Linked DNA regions of Mus musculus: all the other regions are linked to region 1. A link is a contact called in public Hi-C, HiChIP or PLAC-seq and promoter capture Hi-C data. All regions are on one chromosome and are shown on one strand. The core of a region is the stretch at or near the end of the contact, and the rest is flanking DNA. Distances in the headings are between cores, read along the strand shown.

Evidence for each region. Promoter capture Hi-C pulls out the DNA fragments that hold promoters and counts their contacts. A called contact is a pair of places that touch in the nucleus more often than the background predicts. HiChIP or PLAC-seq counts read pairs in DNA pulled down with a chosen protein or histone mark.
Region 2: a promoter capture Hi-C map of embryonic stem cells shows a contact between it and region 1, with 2.5 times the contacts expected there. The contact joins two enhancer-like sites. A contact is called at or near these places in 6 of 39 promoter capture datasets (the HPC-7 cell line, cranial neural crest, embryonic stem cells and 3 more), 1 of 484 Hi-C or Micro-C datasets (nephron progenitors) and 2 of 9 other capture datasets (adipose tissue and pancreatic islet).
Region 3: a Hi-C map of embryonic stem cells shows a contact between it and region 1, with 3 times the contacts expected there. The contact joins two enhancer-like sites. A contact is called at or near these places in 6 of 15 datasets of contacts at CTCF or cohesin (the G1E-ER4 cell line, the NIH/3T3 cell line, embryonic stem cells and 2 more), 57 of 484 Hi-C or Micro-C datasets (the AML12 cell line, B cells, the C10 cell line and 36 more), 10 of 115 datasets of contacts at active chromatin or transcription factors (the HPC-7 cell line, the NIH/3T3 cell line, embryonic stem cells and 4 more) and 4 of 9 other capture datasets (adipose tissue, embryonic stem cells, liver and 1 more).
Region 4: an H3K27ac HiChIP or PLAC-seq map of embryonic stem cells shows a contact between it and region 1, with 6 read pairs. The contact joins two enhancer-like sites. A contact is called at or near these places in 4 of 39 promoter capture datasets (the 3T3-L1 cell line, epiblast stem cells and hippocampal neurons), 4 of 484 Hi-C or Micro-C datasets (the AtT-20 cell line, embryonic fibroblasts, granulosa cells and 1 more), 8 of 115 datasets of contacts at active chromatin or transcription factors (bone marrow-derived macrophages, double positive thymocytes, embryonic basal ganglia and 4 more) and 4 of 9 other capture datasets (adipose tissue, embryonic stem cells, liver and 1 more).

Annotation. Positions count from the first base shown.
Region 1 is chr1:118,479,492-118,483,383 of GRCm38.p6, reverse strand. The region is part of intron 8 of Clasp1 (CLIP associating protein 1); the gene reads right to left. Among named protein-coding and RNA genes, the nearest start is that of 2900060B14Rik, 22 kb to the right of the region's middle. Within about 2 kb of position 1,798, at least 91 of the 459 cell types and tissues checked have an H3K27ac peak or open chromatin away from gene starts, as enhancers often do. A contact at or near this core is called in embryonic stem cells, where this site is marked.
Region 2 is chr1:118,595,898-118,599,789 of GRCm38.p6, reverse strand. All of the region lies in intron 40 of Clasp1 (CLIP associating protein 1), which reads right to left. Among named protein-coding and RNA genes, the nearest start is that of Tfcp2l1, 30 kb to the left of the region's middle. Within about 2 kb of position 2,074, at least 18 of the 459 cell types and tissues checked have an H3K27ac peak or open chromatin away from gene starts, as enhancers often do. A contact at or near this core is called in embryonic stem cells, where this site is marked.
Region 3 is chr1:118,367,029-118,370,920 of GRCm38.p6, reverse strand. No RefSeq gene overlaps it. Among named protein-coding and RNA genes, the nearest start is that of Gm28867, 9.7 kb to the right of the region's middle. Within about 2 kb of position 2,005, at least 79 of the 459 cell types and tissues checked have an H3K27ac peak or open chromatin away from gene starts, as enhancers often do. A contact at or near this core is called in embryonic stem cells, where this site is marked.
Region 4 is chr1:118,400,589-118,404,480 of GRCm38.p6, reverse strand. All of the region lies in intron 1 of Clasp1 (CLIP associating protein 1), which reads right to left. Among named protein-coding and RNA genes, the nearest start is that of Clasp1, 13 kb to the right of the region's middle. Within about 2 kb of position 1,735, at least 28 of the 459 cell types and tissues checked have an H3K27ac peak or open chromatin away from gene starts, as enhancers often do. A contact at or near this core is called in embryonic stem cells, where this site is marked.

The sequences.
Region 1 (3,892 bases), core at 549-3,048:
AAGGCTCTTTGGAACATGAATTATTTAACATTCCTACCCAGGTATTGATTTCCTAAACAGCTTAAACAGTCAGTAGCCCTGACAAGAGGCATTGCAAGGTATGGAATTTACCATTGCTTTAACCCAGTAAATTATCAACAGGAAAATACGAACAGAGATACAGAATCTTCTAATAGGATTATTTTCAGTCAAGATAAAACTTCTGTTGGGTTTCAGCTATACTAGGCTTAGTTGAAGGAGCCATCATGCCAGCAAGATGGCTTAGTGGGTAAAGTCACTTGCTGCCAAGCCTGATGAATGGACTTCAGACTTAGGACCATATGGTGAAAGAAGAGAACCCACTCCCCTAAGTCAACCTCTGGCCTCACGTGTATACCCACCCCCCCACCCCCCCCCCCCACACACACAGAATAGCACAAGAAAATGCAAACAAGATAGACATACATGCCCTTTAGGATCCTTACAATATTAGCACAGTGCCAAAGTACTTGAGAGGAGCCCAGTTCCCCAGAGTGGAAGAGAAATGAACACAGGTCGCTGTGAGCAGTTGCACTTTGAGTCATTTCTGCTTCAGCTGAAGGGTCTGTCTGGAAATGTCCTTCAGAGACAACAGATTAGGTCTGCTGGGATCGTGACCCCCTAGGACAGCAGGCCAGTCAACAGGTTGCTCCATCAGCCACACTCAGTGGTCAACACAGACCTAATCTCTGTGGAGCCTCCCCATCCTCTCAGCACTCCCTAAGCCTGGGCAAATCCTCCAGGGGAAGCGAGGCCAGGCAGCAGGACAGTGTGCGAGCAAGTGCCGGGTGGCCTCACTCCTCAGCTTTCGTCACTTTACAGAATCCCCCTTCCCACACAGGGACTGGAAGGCAGTGACAGCATACTGCTACTGTGGTTTCCTTCTAGCAGCAGCTGGAGAAACGCAGACATTCCCAGCCTTTCTGAAGACAGCTTAAGCACATCAACAAATGCTTTAGATAAGAAAAACAGATTTATCCCCAGAACATAAAGGAGCACAGAAAAGCTAAAAGTACACAAAAGACCCACTGAGGACTGACTTCTGGTCACCTCTGCTTCTGTGTGTCCTTCCTCCTTGTCTTTTAAGGTCATCAACTTTACTCATCTGCAGGCCTTATCATCTCCCCTGCCTCCCTGTAAATAACATTCACGGCAACCATTTCTTTACTTTCTACCCATGGGTGTAAGCTAACAACACGATTATAAAATGTCCTGTTTATGTGACGTACCAATACATCAGTAATAATTACACTTTCCAAAACACAGGGCTTACCTTTGCCAGTGGTCATGTTGTCAGGGATCCGGCACCAGATAAAAATGCCCTTCTCACAGCAGCTTAGGCATCAGCAGACTCTCCTCCCACACCTTCTGCAGGAGAAGCCCTGTGACAACTGCCACCTCATTCCAAAATAAGAGCCTAGACTCTCGCCCTGAGTTTTTCACAACGGCCAGGGAGGGGACTGCCTCTGTCTGTCTTCACTCACAGATTATAATAAGAGTCTTTACAGCTTATTCATTTTGCAAACCAAAATTCTCAGTTCAAATTTCTCAGTTCCCTTAAGAAACTCCCTTTCCCTAACTACGATACACCTTCAAACAAGAAGCAACCTCAGTCTCACATGGACATGACGCCGGCAGTCCCTGCTGCTTACTCTACTGCACTGCAGAGAGGCAATCTTTTCTAGGCTATATGGAGAGGGCTTCTCAGCACAGCTCAACACATTTGCCAGCCTGGTAGCACAAGGCCCGCCTATTTGTGAGTTTGGAAACACTTTCCTAAGACTCTGAACTCTCCAAGCCTGTGAGATGCACAGCCTAGTAAACAAGCAAGGACAGAATGGGACCATTATCCACCTGAGCCACTTATCCAGCAACACTGCCTTTAAAGCTGTGTGAGTGGATAATGGAGGGTTGGCCACTTAATAAAGGCTCGCCTTTAAATGAATGCTTTGTCCTGGCCGCGCCTGGCAACATTCCAGACCTTACCTAACTTGCTCATTGAGCTCATCGGTGGTTTGTTTCCAGGCTTACAGGGAGCTCTAACTTCCAAGAAGTTAAATTAGGTAACATTTTGCAAGTTATTTTCAACAGTAAAAAATGTAAGGAAGGCTGTATTTTGCAGCAAAATGATAGGCGATGTATATTCGTGTGTGTAACAGATGATAAGAGTTATATAATTATCAGTTAACTGAGTGTGTGACTTTCTCTCTAATATTCTGTTCTTTCCTTTAGCTACAGACTATAGCATTTCCAAAGATTTAATCAATATGATGCAGTCTAGATTTCCTCATTAACATATTCGCTTTTCTTAGGAAACAACAACACATAAATTTTCTAACCAAATTATGTCCAGGGCCTCGTGTCAATCAAACACAACTCAAGACTGTTTAATGGCTATGGATAAAGGACACTGACTAGTCCCTAATTAATGCTCTTTCACTCTGAGAGTCTAATTTGCCTGGAAGCACAGCACATCTGCTTGATTTAAAAAAAAAGTACACAGAAAATAATTTGCTTTTTGAAAACCATGGAAGGAAACACTGTAATTTGTGTTTCAAGGGGTTTGCTAATTATATGGAAGGGGAAAAGAAAAAAAATACATCTATACAACAACAACATATTTTTAATGCTCATATTTTTTTGCCAGACAAAACTGAGTCTTTGGGTAGCTTAGCAACAAGGAAGCATTGCGTGGAGATGAAGCACCCACTTCAGACAGAAAGCACATTCTACATGGCTACTTGGCTATGTCTTTATTGCTAATTTCAGTCACAATCGTATTATACTCACAAAGGAATGAATATAATTTTAAGTATGTCAAGACATATAACCCAAGACGAGCCTTATCTATTCCTTAAAGCTATTACCCTTAACACTAGTAGGTCTATAAAAATGTGCTTATGAAAATTATTTTCAGTACCTGTACCTTAAGAAAACAAAGAACAAAAGCCATGAGAGTAGGGGGGCAGGACAGGAAGCTGAGCCAACAGGGCCAGCAGAGAAGGGTAAGTAAGAGAGGTAATGGGGAATGATCACATGTACCAGATACATGTATGAAATCGTCCGGAAGTTAAACAGTTAATCTTTACAAAACAAGTTTATCCAAGTTAGTGCTAATCTAGCGCTTCAATTTCTGGCTGAAACTAGTGTCATTGTTCACAAGTAACAAAAGTAAACATGAATGTCATCAAAAATTACAAATTTTATATACTAACACATAAAGGAGAGAGGACAACCTGCACAATGGGAGGGTGTCCTGCAAATTATTTATATGCTAGGAGTCTTATTGTCCATGAGTCTAAAAATAATTCATATGGTTCAGTCATGAAGACTTAAGATAGCACAATTTAAAAATGAGCAAAGGCCTCGGCGGTGGTGGTGCACATCTTTGATCCAAGCACTTGGGTGGCAAAGGCAGGTGGATCTCTGTGAGTTTGGGGACAGTCTGGTCTGCAGAATAAATTCTGCAGGGCTACAGTGAAACCCTGTCTTGAAAAGTGATAGGTAGGTAGGTAGGTAGGTAGGTGTTAAAAGGATCAGTGGGACGGTTCAGGGGGTGAAGGCGCCTGCTGCCAAGACTGACAACTTAAGATCAAGCCCTGGAACTCACATGGTGGGAGGGAGAACTGACTCCAGAAAGTTACCATCTGACCTCTTATCTGAATGCCACGGCCGGTATATATTCAAATAAATGTGCTTTAAAAGTTAAATGTGGCAGACTGCTTGGAGTATTAGGTGCACCAATGTGTCTAGTGATGCCAGCACCAGTCTGACTGCCACATTACCACTGCCAGAGAGCTGACACTACCATGTAGAAAACACGTTTAGAGTGATGAGCCAGGGTCACCTTACATCAGGGGCTGTCAGAGAGGAG
Region 2 (3,892 bases), core at 825-3,324, 120 kb before region 1:
GAATGAATCTGGAGTTGCTGTGTTCTGGAGAGCAGAGATCCCAGAACACGAGGAAGAAGCAAGACACAATTAACCTAAGCCATGAAAAACTTGAGGAGTGGGAGGGTAAGATGGATCAGGTGGTTAAAAGAGCCAACTGCTAAGAATAATGACCCGAATTCAATCCAGTGGAGGGCAAGAACTGACTCCTCAAAGCTGTCCTTTGATCTCTACTACAAGTGTATCGTGGCACACATGCCACCAACATATAAAACACACACACACACACACACACACACACACACACACACACACACACACACGAACTATATAACAAGGAAATACATCTTAGGCTATATACCAAAGCACAATAAATTAGTTCTTTGGAAAAAGATTAGTCTCAGGTTATTTCCCTAGCAACCAGTTGTCTGAAAAGGGGGAAGGGGGAGGGTTCCCATCATCCCTCAGTTTCCTTCTCTACCCATGGGTTGCTTTAAGGCTATAGTGCAAGAGCTTGCTGGGGAGAGCTGGGCTAGATGTGCACACAGCAAGGCCTGTGGTGGGAAACTGGCCTTTCTTTTCAACTTGGCCCAGCAGCAAGGCTGCTGTGAAGACACTAGTTCAGTGTTTCAAAAATGCACCATGCCCAGCTGCCATGGAGCACTGGAGGGAACGATGTGGGACTGACTGCAGCCACGGTGTTGTCTTTGTTGTTGCTGTAGTGCTGGTTTGGAGGACTGAACCTGGGCCTTCATACATGCCCAAGAAGCGCTCAGCCATCAGTTACATCACCAGCCCAGAGACAGTGATTTAGACTTAGATGTGGCTGATCTAAGTGCACTGATGTGTGGCAACTAGAACTGAAGATCTCACCAGGGGCAGAGTAGAACAAACAGACTTGAAGACAGAGTCAGGCCCCAGCCTCTGCCAGTTAGCCTCAAGAGAAGCCACATCCTCAGGCATCTCACAGTGAGAAGACGTCCCATGCTCCCGTCCCCCTGAGCAGGTTCAACTGTGCTGTGAGATGCTGGGAGCACACCCTTTCAGCTCTGCTGAAGGGAATCTCGCTCCAGCATCTTGGGACATCCAGGGATTTTAGAAGGTGTGGGCACGAAGCACTTCAACAACAGGGTACACTGGGCTTCTGGAAACTGGACATCAACTGCCAGGGACTGCACACGAGGATGAGCAGTTGAAGGCCTCTCTTTCCCCCAGGGTGACAGAAAGCTCGCCAGGACAGACACTGGGTTGGCAAAGAAGGAGTGTTCTGACTTCCCTCCATATGCCAAACCCTGGCTTTGGCAGGCTGCCTGTATTAGGGTAAACTTTAGGTTCTGCCCTGTGTTCTCTGTAACATAAGAAGCAAGGTTATAATGTAAGCAAACAGAGAGCAAAAGCAAACACAGGCAGCAGAAGGAAAGGAAGGTAGTTTCTCAGTAGACAAAGAGGCTGTTGGTGCTGTAGGTGTTTTAAAAGTGGGGGAGACATATAGAGTCCCCCCATTAGGGTTACAGCTGACTTCTCAGTGGACAGACTCCATCTATATTCTGATTTGGCTTCTGTCTGGTTAGAAACACAGAAACTTTCTTTTCACTGTTAAGGATGGAAGTGTTTAGCTAGAAAAAGGTAACTGACACATGTAGTTGTTTCACAGATGTTTGTGCAATGAGGAGCAAGCTCTGTGGCCCACGCTGGTCTTGATCTCTTGATCCTCCTGCACACCCAGCTTCTTAAGGAAATGTGATCATGACTCAAAATACTGATGAGTGTTTGCATAAAGATTAGGTTTCTTAATTTTAGGGCATAGGAGTTCTTGACATTTGGACTGCGTGTTTGGAGTACACCAAGTTTGATTTGGCTCTGTCTCAGATGCAGCAGAACTGGATACATTACAAAAAAAAAAAAAAAAAAAAGAAAAAAGAAAGAAAGAACAAACTGCAGGCATCCAAAAACAATGATGGCTAGAACCCAAGAGCACCTCCCAGGCACCTGAAGCTTAGCTCCTGGATTATTTGGAAGCTAAAGACATGCTGATGCCACCTTCTGGAACTTGCCAGAAAGGTGTCAACAAATACAGAAGACAAGGAGTCTTGGTGTCCAGTAGAATAACAAGGGAGCTGGGTGTGGTCACATATGTCTTTAATCCCAGCACTCCTAGAGGCAGAGGCAGGCAAATTTTTCTGAGTTTCAGGCTAGCCTGCTCTACAACAGGGAATTCCAGGTCAGCAAGGGTACACAGAGAAACCTTGTCTATAATAATAATCAGCAACAACAAACTATAATGGAAGAGTAATGTCCCAAAACAGCACAGCCAGGAGCTAGGACTTAGAGTAGAAATGGGAGAGACTAGGAAAGCTCTGGCTCCCGAGGCTGCTCTGGCCTGGTTCTGTTCCCTCAGTCAGCAGATGCTGAGGTAAACTCTTCTCATGTCTGTGGTTGTTGTTCCCATCAGGAAAATTATAAGAAGAACTGGATGGAGAGTTGTTTTGGTTTATAAAATCTTATCACTCATCTGAACCTGATAAGCATTTTTCTCTGAAAAAAAAAAAGCCCACCTACAGAGAGGGGCTTCAAAACTCCTCAGAAGGGAAGCACAAGAGCTGTGCACTCCTGACCAGTGAGTGGGCTTACTGTCAAGCTTGAGGGCCCGTGCTTACTCCCTGGTATCCACTTGGGAGAGAGAACTGTTTCCTACATGGTCCTCCGAGCTCTGTGGAGTCACTGCCGCATGCATGCCACCCCCCACCCCACCCCCCACCCACACAAGAGACTGACCTACTCATTGGGTAGATTGGGGATGGCAGGGGCAAATGGTGAGGAGTGGGAGGGGCTCTAGGAGGGTGGTGGGGTGGGGAGTGGCAGATATAGGCCCAACCCTATAGAGGGGCTGAGCTATGGAGTAATCTCGCATTCCTAAGTCCACTGTCCATCTCTAAAAAAAAAATCACAGTGCTTTCCAGTCCAATGCTGATGCTGGCCTAGCCACAGAACGCACACACACAACAGACTGAAAGCAGGCAGCACCCCAGGGATACAAGTCATTTTTACAATAATTTATATAGAGGTTTTTTTTTTAAAGTTGAATTTAAATGGCCTCTTAGATCTAGTCAATGAAATGCAGTTAAATTACATTTACTTTATTGTGTTGTGTGTCATACACAAAGTAAGTAAATAAATGTAATAACTTTTCTTCTATTTTAAGTTAGCATACTTTCTTCAACAGGAGAAGGTAAAGGGGACATAGCCACCTCACCTCACCAATATGGATACCACAGGGAAGGACACCTGTAACACCCCTAGACATCAGGAAGCCTCAGAGACATGTCCAGCATAGCCTGTGAGCACTGTGCAAATCTATCTCCTGCCTCCAAGGTAAAGCTCTGCCATCCAAAGCAGCTGCCTTCCAGAGCTGCTTAAGGCCAGGAGTCAGCTAAGGGGCAGGTGGCATGGCTCTCAGGGGTCAGCTTACCAGTACAGACTTATTCTGCCCTTCAACAGCAGCAGCGGGAGCGGTAGTACCATCCACAGGAAGGACACTGGGCTTGGCCCACTAGGATGGCAACTGCACTGGCTCCCTGACTTGGTGAGCCCCTGCATTCCCCTGCAGTGGGCTTCAGCCTGGGTACCTTCTATACCCGCCCATCCCACTCCCTGTTGCACCGGCTCTCAGCCAGTTTTCTCTCTCCTGTTCACCTTGCTGTCCTGGCTGTCTACCCTGATATTTCCAGCAGTTCTTAGTGCTCCTTGCTAGGAACCATACAGTGATCTTTGCTGTAATGAACTCACACACTACAGACTTGAAGGCTGTCCTGTCCTCCTCCCACCTGGCTCACGTCAGTGACAAAACAGTCATTAGAGGAGTCTGTATCCTAGCAGTTGCTGTCTCAACAACTAGGAACCACACAATGATGCT
Region 3 (3,892 bases), core at 756-3,255, 110 kb after region 1:
CTTTTTTTTTAAAGCTGTCTTCAGAGACACCAGAAGAAGGCATCAGATCCCATTACAGATGGTTGTGAGCCACCATGTGGTTGCTGGGAATTGAACTCAGGACCTCTGGAAAAGCAGTCAATGCTCTTAACCCCTGAGCCATCTCTCCAGCCCCAGCCATGTCTTATTGTAGGATATTTGACCACATTGTGAACCTCAAGATTGTGGACTGGCTGGTGGTGTGGCTCAGCTCTAACACTCACTTTGAACCTAACAGCCAAATAAAGCCAAACTAGGTCAAAAGGCAGAGCAAGCGACCAGCTGACAGGGAGTGAACATAACTAAATGGAAAGGAGGGACATTGAGTTAGATGGTGATTAAGACAACGTGGAGGAGAAAGAGCTTTTTCCTTCTGGGACATCAGTGGAGTAGGAAGGTCAGCTGGGTGCTTTCTCTGCCCCTCTGAGGTATCAGGCTTTCATCACATCCTCTGGCTCCTGAGTCTTCATTGGTGAAATCAAACAGCTGGGATTTTTGTTTTTTAAAACAACAATTTCTGCATGGCCAAGGCCTACAGAAGTCCTGGATAAGGTTCAGGTACGTTGTCCTAGTTAGCAAGTATTGGTGTATGGCATCATATTTTGTCGCTTGGAAAAGTTGGAGTGAGGACAAGGGGAAGTCATAGAAGTTGGCCTGAAGCCTCCTGGACTGAGCCCCACATTCTTCTTCCAATGTCTATCTGGATCCGCATCTCCTCAGTGAGAAGACACACACAGTCTTGAGGACAGCAGCTAGTAGCTGCTCTGTGAGTTCTGTCTAGTTTCTGTAGCTGGGAGATGGGAACCCATGAATTAGAATTGATGACAGAAGTCAAGGTGCCAGTGGGGGACTCTCAAACACTACAGTAATGACTGGGAGGGGGTATGATGTAGATTTCTGAAGTGCTGGAAGTATCTTGTGTTTTTATCTGGGGGGACACTTTTTATAGTGTGTGTGTGTGTGTGTGTGTGTGTACACTTGGAGGCAAGAATAGGACATCAAGTATCATCTATCATTTTCCACTTATATTCTCTCTCTCTCTCTCTTTTCACAAGGAGGTTTGAGACAGTCTTACTACATAGCCTGGTGGCTGTCCTGGAGCTCTCTACATAGACCAAGCCCCTGTCTTGAATTATAGAAATCCACTTGCCTTGCCCCCATCCCAACACCCCAGTGGAGAGATTAACAGTGTGTACCACCACACCTAAATCCACTTATTTCTTGAAAAGGGCTTGCTCACTAAACATGGAGCTCCATTTTCTTCCGCCTATACTAGCTGGCCAACAAGCCCCAGCCATATACCTCCCCTGCTCCCCATGCTGATGTCACAGGCTGGAATGGCCACATCTGGTACTTGAGTGCTGGGGATTCAAACTTAGGTCCTTCTGCTTGCACAGCACATGCCCTTCCCCCACTGAAGCACCTCCCCAAACCTTCCCCCACCAGACAAAGAAATCATTAAGTTCCCAAAACAAAGATGGTTTGGCACTGAGTGAGGCAGGCAGATAGATTTGTGTTCCCAAGAAAAACACATCAAAGTCCTAACGCCCAGGATCTGGGGATGTGACCTTATTTAGGAATGGGACTTTGTATCAGTTGAACTGAAGTCATCCTGGACTCCTGCATGCTGTCATCCAATGACTCACATAGTTTGATTTGGACCCAGACAACATGATGCAGCAGTCCAGTCTCAGACTGGCATTATGCTGACAGAAGCCAGGAGGAAACACTGAAGTTCTTGCCCTAAAATCTTCAGCGAGGGTGGGGCCCTGGTGACACCTTCATCTCCATCCTGTATCTAGCACTGTGAGAGAACAGGGGCCTGTGGATTTAAGACACCCAATTTGTCACTGTTGGGACTGTCCTGGGAAAGCAGCACAGAGGTGCCTGCTTGCAAAAGAGGAGGGGCAAGTCAGGTTTAGTCATGATTACCTCAGAGGGTGTAGGCTTGTGGTTGTTGTTTTGGGTTGGCTTTTGTATGTGGATTATTTCCTGAAAGAATGCATCTTAAAGTCAGTGCTGTAGCCTACGCCTGCAGTTCACTGCACAGTGAGGTAGTCCCAGGAGAATCAGGAGGTCAAGATCAGCCTCAGCTAGCTAGTGAGCTGGAGGCCTGGGGTATATGAGATACACTCTCAAGTAAATAAATAATAAAACAACAAAAGCTACTCCCATGTCTCTCTCTCTCTGTCTGTCTGTCTGTCTGTCTCTGTCTGTCTGTCTGTCTCTCTCCGTCTGTCTGTCTGTCTGTCTGTCTGTCTCTTCCCTCCCTCCTGCCCCTGACAGGGTCCATAGCCCATGCTGTCCTCAACTTGCTATATAGTGGAGGATGTTGAGCTTTTGATCTCCTGCCTCTATCTCTTGAGTGCTGGGATTCCAGCTCTACCCCAGCAGCTGGACTTTCTCACAGTGTTAGGGATGGGTCTCAGAACTCCATGCATGCTAGGCGAGCACTGAGGTTCATCTCTAGCCCTTCTTGTTGTTTAATTTTTGAGACAGTATCTCAGAGAACTCACTGTATAACCCAAGCTAGACTCAGAACCTGTGCGACCTGCCTTCTTTGTCATCCCAAGTACTGGAGTCACAGGCAGGGACCACCATATTCAGCTTCCTTATTAGTTACCTTAAATTTGTGTTTGATGCTTCTCAAATTACAGGAGTCAGATATTCTCATTCAATAGTGGGCTGGAGAGATGACTCAGCAGTTAAGAGCACTGCCTGCTCTTTCAGAGGTCCTGAGTTCAATTCCCAGCAACCACATGGTGGGATCTCATGCCCTCTTCTGGTCTCTAGTTGTACATGCAGACAGAGCACTCATACAATAAATAAATAAATAAATAATTTAAAAACCTAAAAAAAGAAAATATTCAATATAAAATTTGAATTTTGGAGAACTTTTAGCATAAGCACCTCTATTAGTCAGGGTTCTCTAGATTAACGTAATTTATGGAATGTCTCTCTATATTAAACACTTTATTGAAATGACTTACAGTCTGCAATCTATCTAACCCAATAACGGGTAGCTGTGAATGGAAAGTCCAAGAGTCTAGTAGTTGCTCAGTCCCACGAGGCTAGGTGTTTCATCTGGTATTCTGTATAATCTAGAATCCTGAAGAGGTAGGTTCCAACAGATGTGCTGGCAAGTAAGTGCAAGCAGGCAAAGAAGAGTGAACCTTCCTTCTTTCATCATCCTTATGTAGGGCTCCAGCAGAAGGTATGGCCCAGATTAAAGATGCATACTACTATGCCTGGACTTGGAACTTAATCTGTCCCAGGCTGGCCTTGAAGTCAGAGATCTGCTTGCCTCTGTCTCCTGGGATTAAAGCCATGTACTACCTTGCCTGGACCTAACCTTTTCATGGCCACTATTCCTCAAGATCCAAATCAAAACCCTGTGTCTTCTAGCCTCAAGATCTGGATCACAGGTGTGCCCTCCCTTTCTGGATTGTAGTCATTCCAGATGTAGTCAACTTGACAACCAGGAATAGCCATCACAGCATCTTAGGTGATATTTGAGACATACACTAAGGAGTATTTATGTGCAAGTGGGGATCAGAGGACAACCTGTGAGAGATGGCACTTTCCTTACACATCTGATGGAATTCAGTTCCTCAGGCTCCAGGCTTGGCAGCAAAGACCTTTATCCTATGAGTAATCCAGCCAGTCCCATCCACATTATTTTTGAAGATATGAATGCTAGGGTTCTAGAGTTATCTTGAATGGGTTCTGAGGAACAGATTAAAGTCCTCATGCTTGCACTATATCACTTGGCTAATCCTGCCAATTGTTAATATACATCTAAAATTCAAAACTGACTGGTACTGTATGTATCTGCTTTGGTATGCCCTTCTATTGACTGGTACCAAGGCCTTCC
Region 4 (3,892 bases), core at 486-2,985, 79 kb after region 1:
CACCATGTGGCTGCTGGGATTTGAACTTGGGACCTTTGGAAGAGCAGTCGGCGCTCTTAACCACTGAGCCATCTCGCCAGCCCAAGAATAATTCTTAATGGCAGCAGTTTTCATTAAAAGTTATTGTTTCATTAAAAGGTCTGTTCTCATTAACATACCATTTCTACATCCATTCTAGCCCTACCCTACCTTGGAAGATGTCTCACCTAGTAATTCCAGAGAGATTTTAGAGTCATTCTTCTATACAATCATTACTAAACAATTCAGCAAAATATCATTACTATACCCAAGCAAATGCTTTGGTGAGCTAGGAAATCTACTCCTAGTTCTGAAAAAAATAAAACCACAGAATGGAAAGCTTTTTCCACTGTGTTTACTTTAGAAACGAGGGTCTAGGTCGAGAGCCATGTGCTGAGCACACTCATCAGCCAAGCAACACACAGAGCACCTCCACCACTAAGACGGGGCACACTGAGAAGCACGTCTTTCCTTAGAGGGCTGCTCTCCTCGAATGGAAATTCATGCCTGAGGTGTAATAGATTAATAGAAAACAAACAATAACAATAAACTCCCACTACTTCCTGGATGAGCAAGAGGTACATGAAGATATAGCTAGAGAGCTACAGATTCAATTCAGATAAAGGCAGCCCAACCTCTCCCTAAGAAGACACAGGTGGAAAAGAAAACAGAAAGCCCCTGCTACTCTCTCTGCAGCATTCCCACTAGAGGAGTTTAAACTCATGGGAGTGGGGAGTTACACGTGCATGTGCACATATAAACATGGTGTGGAGGCCAGGGCCAATCTTGGGCATACCCTTTATTGTGTGTGTGCATGCCATAAAGGGCCTCTGGAGATCAGAGATAAAAGGACAACTTTCAGGAGATCGTTTCTCTTCTCCAAACCCAAGGACTACACTGAAGTAATCAGAATTGTGGCAAGCACCTTCACCCACGGAACTTTCTCACCAGTCCTATTCATCTGTCTGTCTGTCTGTCTGTCTCTTTGTCTATCATCCATCTATCTGTCTGTCTGCTTATCATCTATCTATTTTTGAGGTAAGATCTCTTATTGGCTAGACTGGCTGGCTAGGAGGCTCTGGGAATCCACTTGTCCACTTCCCCAACACTGGAATTACAAACTTGGGCCACCACACCTAGCTTTTCACACTTGTGTGTGTGAGAGACAGAGAGAATTCTGGAGTACACAGAAAGTACTGGAGTACACAGTACTTTACAGACAAAGTCCCCAGTCCAGAGTTTAAGCAGATGGTCAATCACTTTGTTGACTGTCCCTCAAAAGCTGTGTTTGTTCTGCTCTCTGATCTGCTGCTTAGAACTAGGAAATGAAGGAGAAGCCGGGAGTCGTGGCGCACACCTTTGATCCCAGCACTTGGGAGGCCGAGACAGGCGGATTTCTGAGTTCGAGAAGCCTGGTCTACAGAGTGAGTTCCAGGACAGCCAGGGCTACACAGAGAAACCCTGTCTTGAAAAAAAGAAAGAAAGAAAGAGAAATGATCTGTCTTTGAGTCCACTGGTAAAAAGGCTCAAAGGCACACAAACAGCACCAAAGATGACACAGGTGTTTCCCTACTCAGATGCTAAGAAATCCTGACCTGGAGTGAAACATCCTGGGAAACAAAACATCAAGGTCACACTGCAGAGCTCGGCCTCCTTCACCACATCTGGAATGTGGGTTTCGAAAAGGGCTCCCGAGGGAAGATTGTCACCAGGACGAGTAACACTAGACACTCGTGAGCACTAAAGAGCACAGTAAGGGAAACAGGATCACAGGCCCCGACCGGGAGAGAGAGAAAGCAGACACGCCTTCCCTAGCTCAGCTTTGGAATGTCCAGACAAAACACTTTGCTCATGCTGTTTACTCCATTTTGGTAGAAAAACACAGACTTCATTGCAAAAAAGGAAAATAAATTTGAAACTCAGTATTTATTTAAAATGAAACTGGTTAGGGTAGGAAAAAAAAGTGAAAAATCAAATACAGAATCACCCCCTAATTTTTGACAGAGTCTCACCATGTAGCCCAGACTGACCTTGAACTCAAACTCCTCTGCTTCTGCTTCCTGAGTGTAAGACTAGAGACATATAACACCATATCTACCATATATCACCCTGTGATCATTAATATTTATAGTCAGTTTCATAGGTCCTAGAATCCGATAGGAAATAAATCTCAGGGCACATCTATGGGGAACGGTCTATCTTTGGTTAACTGGTACGGGAAGGTCTTGACCCTGAATGTGGTCAGCACCGTTCCATGAGCTGGATAGAAAGGGAAAAGAGATGCCTCTGGGAGTAAAAGTGCCTGCCACCAAGCATGACAACCTGAGTTCCATTCCTAGGACCCCACATGGTGGAAGGAGAGCTCTGACTCCTGAAAGTTGTCCTCTGACCTCTACAAGTGTGCTGTGACTTGAGTGTTGCTAGCTTTGACCCCACCCCACCCCCACAAAGTAAAATAACTAAAAATGCAATAAAAATTCTAATTAAAAAGTGGGAGATGAAAAACAAGGTAGGCAGGGGCTTTTATCTACTTACTAACAGTAGGCTGCACCCCATGAGCACCTGCCTCCTGCTCTGGCGGCCATGCCTTTCCCTCCCTAGCGGACTGTTGAGATACACACTTCCTCCCTTGGTTGCTTGACTTTGTCTAAGCAACAAGGAAAGTACTCCCCAGCCAAACCTTACATCAGTTTTGCAGTCAGGAATAAAACGTATTTCCTAGTATACTATCTAACATGTTTAACCAAATAGTAGGTCATTTCACAAATTCCTAAAACCTATCATTGATTCCAACATTTCAAAATATGACTTAACAGGAACAGTTAAAAATCTTGAAGAGCTGTGGTGGTGCACGCCTTTAATCCCAGCACTTGGGAGGCAGAGGCAGGCAGAGCTCTGAGTTTGAGGCCAGTCTGGACTACAGAGCTAGTTCCAGGACAGCCAGGGCTACACAGAAAAACCCTACCTCAGAAAACAAAAATGAAACAAATAATAAATAAAACAAACAAACAAACAAACAAACAAGAGGCAATGAAATAAAAGTCCAAAGCAAAATATAAAAGTTACTGAGAGAGAGCACACACAGGAACGTTAAAGTTTAAGCCAGTTAGTGCTCTGCAAATGTTGCTGGGGTGACTGGCTCCCCGCATGTAGAATCATCATCATGGATCTGCTACATCACACTGTACAAAAAGCAACTCAAAACTCGTCAAGATGCTGAGCAGATGAGCTCAGGCTTAGGGGAGGGAGGGAAGAACGAAATCTGAAAATTTTAAATCTAAGAAGAAGCCGGGTGTGGTGGCGCACGCCTTTGATCCCAGCACTCGGGAGGCAGAGGCAGGCGGATTTCTGAGTTGGAGGCCAGCCTGGTCTACAGAGTGAGTTCCAGGACAGCCAAGGCTACACAGAGAAACCCTGCCTCAGAAAACAAAAATGAAACAAATAATAAATAAAACAAACAAACAAACAAAAAAGAAAGAAACCCTGTCTCGAAAAACCAAAAAAAAAAAAAAAAAAAAAATATATATATATATATATATATATATATATCTCAGATCGGTAGGTCTCCATAATCCTGAATTTGGTAGTAAACTCTTAAACATGACAGTAATTAACAAAAATAAAATAAAATAACACAAACAAGTTAGAAATCTGAAAACTCTGTGTCAAAGACCATTATATCAAAGACATCCCAGGGGCTGCAACAATGAATGTGTCACTGGGTAAGAGTTCAGGCTGCTCTGCAGAGCACCTGAGTTCAGTTCCCAGCAGCCACAACTGCCTGTAACTCCAGTTGCAGGGGATCTAACACCTTCCTCTGGCCTCCATGACACCAGGCACACAGGTGGTATGCAAACAAATACATAGGCAAAAG